Regions from separate parts of the Mus musculus genome. Here regions 2 and 3 are each linked to region 1. Evidence: chromatin contacts called from public HiChIP or PLAC-seq data. All regions are on one chromosome and are shown on one strand. Each heading gives the region's core, a stretch centred on a gene start, on an enhancer-like site or on the middle of the called end of the contact. The rest is flanking DNA. Distances are from core to core; before and after follow the strand shown.

Region 1 (3,031 bases), core at 295-2,794:
TAGAACTTCCATTCTTAACTTGAACTGTCTTTGATCTTTGTTATTTGGTTTTTTTGTTTTTTTGTTTTTTTGTCTTTTTTGTTTTTTTTGTTTTTTTGTTTTTTTTTTTTGAGACAGGGTCACATGTAACCCAAGCTGGCCCTTGACTCCCTCTGTAAACTAATATGATCTTGAACTTCTGATCTTTCTACCTCCACTTCCCACATGCTGGCATGACAGAAACGTGCCACCACCTCCAGTTTTACACGGGGCTAGGTCTCAGGCCTTTGGGCTTCATCTTTGCTAGACAAGCACTGCCCCAACTGAGCTGCTTCCTGGCATGCACTGCTGCATTTCTATTAATCACGTACACTCCTTACTTCTTCTGCATATCTACTGTTACCATAATAATTCAGATCATTGTTGTAGTAATTAAACTTTTATAAGTTTTAGCCCCCAACTTACACAAGCAGGATAGCAAATAGTTGTTCTAACTTAAGACAGGATTTCCCACCTTTGGATCTTTCTCTATACTCACTCCTTTGATTAGCATTTCTCCCCAGTTCATCTAATTGGGGTAATAATTTAATTCAGTTTTATCAAGACAGAACAAACCCACAAAGCCTTCAGTTTTGCAAGAACTAACTTCACCGTCTCCCGGGTTACCGTGATTCGTACCAGCATCATGCTTATGCTTAGGAAGAAAACCTTATGCTCAAATAGTCTTAGGTTTTAGTGACAAATATAAAAAGCAGATAGAATGTGTAAGAGCTTTATCTCTGCCACCCACCCATCCAAACAGTCACCTCCTAAGACTACAGATATTGCTTCAATATTCTAATTAGGAACCAATCCCTGAATCAGTACCAAAATATTTTTAATGTTATAAAATTATATTAGGTCGCTGGAAAAACTATGTTGTGAAAACATGACCGAGGAGAGGAAATCAGAAGTTAGTGGCCAAAGTCACAGGCAAGGTTTCAATGGAAAAAGATGGCCCGGCTGTTCTTACTTCTCTTTCCTGCTGCCCAGCTGGCGGGCTGTGTATTGGTCCCCATAGTCAATCAACACCAGCTGTCGAGAAAACACATTGACTTTGTTGCCTATAAATAGATCTTCCAGGCGCAGGTCCTCATACTTGGTCCGCTTTAAGAAGGTGCGACGATTCTTTACATCATGCTAGAAACAGACACAGTAAGAATACTTATGAAGAACGTACGCCTTACAGAGAAAAGTCTCCAATTGATTTTACAAAAGACAGCTATATCCTATTACTTTATAACTACGTATATAAATTATATTTTATACTGTGAAGCTTTATTTCCAATCCAATCTAGTGATAAAAGTTTGTAATTAAAATATATATTTTAGAATATCCTAAATAGACCAAGTTATTTCAGTAACTCACCAGCTATGAGTGACAGAGACAGATTCTCATATTTCTTTTTATGTACACATCCCAATCACTAAAAAAAATTGTATTTCCTTTAAGAGATGTGTATTCATGTGTGTCTCCCTTTCTGTGGGTAGGTACATGTGAGTGAAGGTGCAGAAGTCACTGTTGGCTTGCCAGCAGCTGGAGTTACAGTTGCTGTGAGCGGCTCGGTGTAGGTGCCGGGAACCAAACTTGGGACCTACAAGGGCAGCTAGCACCCTTAACTGAGCCTTCTCTCTAGGCTCCAACCCCAACTGAGCTGACTTTTTAAAGTGATTGCCAATGAAGTGATGCAAAGAAAGGGACCCTCTTAGAGCCTCTTTAATTTGACATTTTATACAGATACCAACTTTTAACCGTAATATTTATGACTATGATAACCATTTATCTGTAACTACTTATCAAATATTGATTAATCCCAAAAAACAGTTGTCCTACTTCATTTTGGGGTCTCTCTATATATCTACTTCTATATATGTGTGTTATATGCAAGTGTGCATCCCTACAAACATACATGATATAGGAGGTTGCCTGATGTCTTCTTCAGTCATTTCTCACATTATTGTCTTAACACAGGCTCTCTCACTGAACCTGAAGTTTGCTTTAAGTTGGGTCAGCTGGCCAGAGAGCTCCAGGGAGCTCCTGCCTCTGTTACTCAGGATTGGAGTTCTCACAGGGAACAAGGCCCAGCCATTATGTAGGTAGGTGCTTAAGAGTCAAGCTCAGGCCTTCACACTTTTGCAGCCAGTATTATTTCCAGCTAAGAGATCTCTCTAGGCCTGTTTGTTTGATTGGAGACAAGGTTTTGCTATACAGTTCAGGCTAGCCTGTAACTTTGGAATTCCCCTGCCTCAGCCTTTTAAGTGCTGAAATTATAGTCCAATGTCACCAAGCGTAAGCTGTTCTTATATTTTTAATGTAAAATCTTGCAAAAATACTTCGGTTAGAAATTTTCAACAAGGCTGGGTGTGAAGGTGGACATTTATAATCCTAGCTGAGATTAGACCAGATTGCAAGTGAGCAGCCAGATGGTATTATGTGGTCAAATCCTGTCTACCACGTAACTCAGAAAAATAAAATAAAATTATATATATACATACATACATATACACCAGCACAAAGTTATCTTCCTGTGTTGGTATATTACTGAGCACCAAGAAAAAGAAATCCAATAAAATATCTCTACAGAGTGATTGGATGCTCCCACGATGCTGTGCATTAGTGTGATCCTGCAGGCCGGTCACAGTGTGCATGGATGTGTGTGTTATCCTGCAGGCCGGTCACGGTGTGCATGGATGTGTGTGTATGTTATCCTGCAGGCCAGTCACGGTGTGCATGGATGTCTGTATTATCCTGCAGGCCGGTCACGGTATGCATGGATGTGTGTGTGTGTTATCCTGCAGGCCAGTCACGGTGTGCATGGATGTGTGTGTGATCCTGCAGGCTGGTCATGGTCTGCATGGACGTGTGTGTGATCCTGCAGGCCGGTCATGGTCTGCATGGACGTGTGTGTGATCCTGCAGGCTGGTCACAGTGTGCATTGATGTGTGTGTGATCCTGCAGGCCGGTCACGGTGTGCATGGATGTGTGTGTGTGTTATCCTGCAGGCTGGTCACA
Region 2 (3,103 bases), core at 393-2,892, 550 kb before region 1:
TAGAGCCAATCATTCCTTTTAAAATTTGAAGCAAAAAGAAAAAACCCTTAATACTTGAGTCTCTTACATCAGAAAGGATTCACTGAACATCTGTCAGCAGGCGCTGTGTTGGGGTTCATTTCTCCTTGAATTCCCCATCTATTAAGAAGCAGGATGCTCACTGCTTGAAATGTCAGCAGTACTAGTGGCACCTTCATTTTGTCAATTAAAATTTACACTCTGACCCATTGTAGGGGTGGCCATCCGGCTCAGTGATGCTCTCATTGTTCTTCACGTTGCTGCATGAGGGAATACATGGCAAGCAGGGAGTTGTAAAACTTCCGGTAGGTTTCATCTTCACAAATAAAAATAAATGGTCTGAGGGAGACTGGAGAGGCTGCAATTGTGCTAAGCATCTCACCATGATAGCTCAGCTATTCATACCTTATGAAATCGTGTTCCAACTGAATATAATTTTGTTTAACTTAAGGGAAGAGCTTTTGATAATTAATGTTCACGTATTTTTCCAACTGAGGTCATACAGCATCTGCCATGCGATTGGCCAAGTCTTGGTTAATGGGTAGACATAGCGAAGGATTTGATTTTATCACTGCCCTCTTCAAGACTGAGATTTGTCTTTTCTATCTTTTCCACTTCTGAAGCTTCCCAAAGGCGAGTCTTACACTTTGTATTTCTAGAGGATCCTTTCTAACATTCTCCATGGCTTAGGAGTTTTTCTAGCTCCCGTGATATGGGTTTAAAAACCTGTTTCTTTACGGCTGTCCAATGTTCTTCCTAAGTGTAGGCAATTGAGAGCTAGCCATGTGGGATGTGGGAGGTGACGGTGCATGCTGAGAGTTCAGGAGAAAGGGCCAAGCTGATATTCTAGAGAGAACACTTGAAAGTTGGTAAGCACTGTGACCCTTCAGTCTTAGAAGTGCCATCCCTATTAGCCATCAGAGATGCCATTCTACATACTGGTCTGTCTCACTCTGTCTTCTTTCAGCCCCTCCATGTTCCTTGTCCATCCTGTCTGTATCACTTACCATACTGGACTACCATGTGGGATCTCATCCATGCTACCTTCTCATGTACTGTGCCCTAATGTCATTCAGTTTGGTCACAGTCTGTGGCCCGACAAGTGGCTAGTTTAGTCACCTGTCCCTAGTAAACCAATTAAAAGAGCCAAATTAATAATGGAAAGGAGAAAAGGAGATTTATTTCTTATGGCTAAACTGGAAAGAGGGACAAAGAGATCTAGGGAACCCCTCCCACAAGTCTGTCTTCAATCTCTGAAATAAGATTAAAGTTTAATCGGAGGACCAAGGATATGCCATCTAAGCCATGCAGTCAAGGAAGGGTGGTCCACCAACCATTGACACATACTCTATCCTGTTTTGTAAAAATCCTATGTATTTTAATTGAGAAGCATCTGGACTTTTAGATTAGTTGTCCCCTCCATGTTCCAGGTGTCCCCTAGGGAGATGGGGGTCTTTTTCTGAGTGTTTACTAGGTTATCCCTTAGGTACTTAGAGACAGATGGTCTGCAAGTATTGGCTCCTTTTCCAAGCATTAGTAGAGAAAACACACACACACACACACACACACACACACACACACACACACACTATATTGTGCACAGGCTGTAGATGGGTACAGTCTCCCTGCCCCTTCCTGCAAACGTAAGCATGAGGGACAGGAAGTAGCTGTTTCTAAACGTGACCCGTAAATATTAAATTTTCTGCCATTTGTCTTTCCACAATAACCTAAGGCAGTTTCTGTCTGGATCAGCCTCAAAAGGTCAAGATATTTGTTTTTGCTTTCTGAGTAGAAATGTTTTTTAGGCTTCTAAAGAACACTGCTTGGCAGGTGCTTCCTGTCACCCCAGCTTTCACATGGACAGTCAAACATGTCACCAGCAAGAAGTGACTTCACTCCTGCCCCCCTCATACAGGTGCCCAGGTTCTGAGCTATTCAGAATGAATGATACTGATTAAGATGTCTAGGGTTAATGGCCAGTCATAGGAGACTTATTTGGAGAGAAAGATAGACTGAATTAGGGTGCACCAAAATGGGGCTACATGTTACCTAAATGTTTAAAACAACATGATAAATAAAGAGCAAGAATAGAGTTATTTTATACTGTCCTAAGAATGGAACTGTTGAGTTGCAAGAGGTAGATGTTGGTGCACAGTGAAACATCGTTTTCCTGGAAGAGTTGCCTACAAGCCAATGGGCTTCCTGAAATAGCCAGCTCCGATCCACAGCTGTGCTTAAGCACACACAGGACCAACACCTGAAGGTTGGTGCTGTTATTTCTCTCTCTCTCTCTCTCTCTCTCTCTCTCTCTCTCTCTCTCTCTTTCATAACACTCTCCTTTGGGTACATTTGAGGGGAAATACCTTTCTTTCATCTTGTAGCATGAGAGGAAGAGGCAGAAAAATTTTCTGTTTGCCCTGAGTGCCAATAGTTGATACTGCCTTGTGAACTTAGAGACCCTGGGACTGCCCTTCGGGCTCTGTTTTCAATGTGAAACGCCCATTTTCTGTGTCACATGTACTCTCCTTGCAGCTTTTCTTCCAGGGCACGGCACTTGCTAGTCATTTCTGAAAATGGCTCTAAGTGACTTGTTTGTGTTGTTGCTTGTTTTAGTGCCATCATTTATTGGGTGTCACCTTCCTGTTCTCTCTCAGCTACCCTTCCTCTGCCAGAGAAAGCAGTTAGCAGGATGTGTTAAACCAGCAGTTTACAACTGGGAGTCAAGGAAGCAGGGCAATGGAGAGGTAAAGTCTCCCATTTTTTGTGGTCTATTGGGATTTCAATGTGTGGTCTTTTGTGGAGGAAATGAAGATGATTCTTACCATGTCCTGGGATCTCTCTGTGCTGGATATGCGCTGAAGCGTGGTCCCTGCCCTGCAACATTCTATGTATTCTATGTTCTTCTTGGAAGACTAAGTGCAAGCAGAGTTGTGGTGGCGACTGGCTTGCCAGGGGTCTGGATCCATCTCTTTTCTCCTTTCTTTCTTTCTTTCTTTCTTTCTTTCTTTCTTTCTTTCTTTCTTTCTTTCTTTCTTTCTTTCTTTTTTTCTTTCTTTCTTTCTTTCTTTCTCTCTCTTTCTCTCTC
Region 3 (3,106 bases), core at 279-2,778, 990 kb before region 1:
GCAATAGATATGGGGTGTCTATGTGGGGTGCTCTACTCGGATGCTCTCTGGACTGTTTTTGCATTTAGTCTAGTACTTGTGGTCCCACGCTTCCTGGATCAACTACACAGAGCCCCCAGATGGTCTGACAGTGCTAGGGTGAGCCGTTCTGTCCCCATGAGGGGCACGGAGTAGGGATTGCCTCTAGAGGCCTCACTGAGACCAGGGACAGCTAAAGCAGCTGGATACCATTGAAGACAAGAGCCACATGGTGGCTTCCCTTTCACATCCACCATCTCTAGTCCTCCTGATGCCCCAGCCACATCTCCATCTGCTTCTAACGTGTGCTTTCGAAGCCTCGTTCCATCCCAGGAGCCCTGAAGCAGCCCACATGTGCTTTACAGAAGACAACTGAAGTCAGAGACTGGAGACAGTATTTTCAATCCTCCTGGCTGCATACCAGATGTTTCCTTCCCGGCGTCTGGCCCTCTCTGAGTGGTGACATGTTCCAGGGTCTTGGCACAGGCACCAGTCCCGGTAGCTCCGCTGCGGCCCCGCTCCCCTCTGAAGCTTTCATCTCTGTTCTGCAGCTAAGACATTGCCTTCTTTGATGCTCTGTAGCTGCAGCCTCTGATTCACAAGAGTTCTGCTGCCTCGACGGCCCCCAAAGCCAGCCCCTGGGACGGTCCGTGCTGTGAACAAGACCCCTGGCAGAGCCTCCTCCCCAAATAAGTTGATTTTGGCTTCAGCCTCAATGGCTTTAGCCAAGCTGGCTGCGTAACTGTCCAAGGATTTGTGTACTTCAGCTTTCACATGAAGAAGAGAGTTCTTGGCGGCCTCTGTGGGAGAAGGCAGAAAGGAAGGTTAGCGAAAAGGGATATGGTCTCTGCTGGCTTGCTACTCCAGAGAGAGCGGACAAGCGAAGATTACAGGTATGGATTTTGACATCAGAGTCCCCAGGCTAAAATCTTGGACTTCACACAATTTACATCCTGAGAAAGGCCAGACATTTTCTAGTTTAGTTTCCTTGACTCTAAAGAGAAAAGATTCACACGGTTACTGTGAATGAGTAAATTCTACCCTAAATGTTTTAGCTTTTACGTCTTCAATAGAATTTTCCTCTTGTAGCTCCTGGGTTCAACAGCCTAGGCTGTAAGCTTGCACAGACTCAAAGGCCATGTCTCCTCTCCATTTCCCTCAGAGGCTCCTTCACTGTAGAAAGCCTCACATTTAGAAGCGATGTCAACAATTCCACCATCCTGGGAAGGATTAGGAGCCGTGACACTACACTGAATGGAAAAGAGGGACAGAGGTGGCGCCTAATGACCAAACCTGAGCACTGGGTCACAGACCGTACTGCCTAAGCTCTCGGGGTCTCTAGGGGACCTTCTCCCCTTATGTTTTCTGGAGAACAGGCAGTTTGTGCCCCACTCTCCAGGAAGGAAGTGGAGACCTTAGCAGCACTAGTTTGCTCCCTACACAGCATAACTGTCATCCCCTGCTCTAGCACCTTGCTCTCAGCACCCAACCAGCAGAGGGCGCTTCCAGCCCACCCGTAGGACACAAAGGGGCAGGCTGGGATCGGCGTGAGAGGTCTGGGAAGGAGATGGACTTGTTGTCCAGTAGAAGGGGAATGTAAACTCTCAAAGCTGCTGGCTAGCTCTGTATTGAATCTGCTTTGCCAGAAAAGTAGATACTTACTTACCATCCTCTCTGAGCTCCTCTCCCACCTCTCCCCTCACGCTGCAAGGGAGTGGAGCAGGGCAGAGGGAGGCTCATTTGCATACTCAGCATTTACACCTTAGAGCCCCTGGCTCCAGCAGACTCAAGGTTCCTTATACCAGTGGCTATTCTCACTTGGAGACAGGAGAAAAAGAGACTCCTTCCTACACAGGAGTGGCTCCCCTTGGCTTGTCTGGAGTGGAAACTAGCCCCAGGTCCCTAAGCATCCAGGATGCTCTGTGTTAACAGATAAGCAGGAAAGCCCAGTCAGTGGGCTCCGGTCCCTGCAGGTTCCAGGGCCATTCATCAGGATGGCAGCTTGGCCTGCACTCACAGGGCCATATTTCCACTGTCCGTCAGAGGGGACGGGCTAAGAGGACAGGATCAGATTTATAACTGGATACTATCCATAAAGGGGAGCAACTACTGTGGACTAGGGGGCACGGAAACTATTTCATCCAGTCAGGCTAGTTCCTGAGAAAGCTGGGAATTGTTTTGAGTTCTCTCTCTGTCTCCCTGTCACTGTCTCTGTGTGTATCTGTGTGTGTGTTTGTCTGCATGTGTGTGTCCATAACTGTGTGTGTGCCTGTGTATGTATGTGTGTGTAGGTATGTCCTTGCTGTGTGTTCATGGAATCTGCTCTTTATGTGTGTGTCTATGTGTGAGTTTGTGTGTGTGTACACGTGTATGTGTATTTGTGACTGTGTCTATGTGTATGTGTGTATATGCATATGTGACTGTGTGTGTACTGGCTAGTTTTGTGTCATCTTGACACAGGCTGGAGTTATCACAGAGAAAGGAGCTTCAATTGGGGAACTGCCTCCACGAGATCCAGCTGTAAAGCATTTTCTCAATTAGTGATCAAGCAGGGAGGTCCCCTTGTAGGTAGTGCCATCTCTGGGCTGGTAGTCTTGTGTTCTATAAGAAAGCAGTCTGAGCAAGCCAGGGGAAGCAAGCCAGTAAGGAGCATCCCTCCATGGCCTCTGCATCAGCTCCTGCTTCCTGACCTGCTTGAGTTCCAGTCCCGACTTCCATTAGTGATGAATAGCAATGTGGAAATGTAAGCTGAATAAACCCTTTCCTCCCCAACTGCTTCTTGGTTATGATGTTTGTGCAGGAATAGAAACCCTAAGACAGTGTGTCTGAGTGTGTTTGTGTGTGAGACTGTGTGTCTATGTGTGTGAGTGTGTGACTACATGTATGTGTCTGTGCGTGTATATATGTATGCGACTGTGCATGGTTGTGTGTATATGTCTCTGTGTGTATCTGTGTATGTATGTGTGCAATGTGTCTGTGCTGTGTGTGTGTTCATGGTATCTGCTGTGAGTGTATCTGTGTGTGTTTGTGTATGTGTACCTGTGTATGTGACTGTGTGTGTTTGTATGTGTCTGTATGTGTGACTGTA

What was found. HiChIP or PLAC-seq counts read pairs in DNA pulled down with a chosen protein or histone mark.
Region 2: a contact with region 1 is called in an IKAROS HiChIP or PLAC-seq map of large pre-B cells, with 7 times the contacts expected there. The contact joins two enhancer-like sites. A contact is called at or near these places in 3 of 15 datasets of contacts at CTCF or cohesin (large pre-B cells, pro-B cells and stem cell-derived epiblast-like cells), 11 of 484 Hi-C or Micro-C datasets (the HPC-7 cell line, brown adipocytes, cortical neurons and 6 more), 12 of 115 datasets of contacts at active chromatin or transcription factors (craniofacial prominence, embryonic basal ganglia, embryonic forebrain and 9 more) and 1 of 9 other capture datasets (embryonic stem cells).
Region 3: an H3K27ac HiChIP or PLAC-seq map of large pre-B cells shows a contact between it and region 1, with 8 times the contacts expected there. The contact joins two enhancer-like sites. A contact is called at or near these places in 1 of 15 datasets of contacts at CTCF or cohesin (large pre-B cells), 2 of 484 Hi-C or Micro-C datasets (cerebral cortex and nephron progenitors) and 2 of 115 datasets of contacts at active chromatin or transcription factors (astrocytes and large pre-B cells).

The regions. Positions count from the first base shown.
Region 1 is chr1:164,330,739-164,333,769 of GRCm38.p6, reverse strand. Nme7 (NME/NM23 family member 7) reads right to left here. Exons shown (of 14, transcript NM_138314.4): 5 at 992-1,158. Among named protein-coding and RNA genes, the nearest start is that of Nme7, 25 kb to the right of the region's middle. Within about 2 kb of position 1,544, at least 10 of the 459 cell types and tissues checked have an H3K27ac peak or open chromatin away from gene starts, as enhancers often do.
Region 2 is chr1:164,881,425-164,884,527 of GRCm38.p6, reverse strand. The region is part of intron 2 of Gm32652 (a long non-coding RNA gene); the gene reads left to right. Among named protein-coding and RNA genes, the nearest start is that of Gm32652, 17 kb to the left of the region's middle. Within about 2 kb of position 1,642, at least 28 of the 459 cell types and tissues checked have an H3K27ac peak or open chromatin away from gene starts, as enhancers often do.
Region 3 is chr1:165,319,148-165,322,253 of GRCm38.p6, reverse strand. It overlaps Gpr161 (G protein-coupled receptor 161), which reads right to left. Exons shown (of 6, transcript NM_001310429.1): 6 at 1-818. The coding sequence ends at 553. Among named protein-coding and RNA genes, the nearest start is that of Gpr161, 25 kb to the right of the region's middle. Within about 2 kb of position 1,528, at least 50 of the 459 cell types and tissues checked have an H3K27ac peak or open chromatin away from gene starts, as enhancers often do.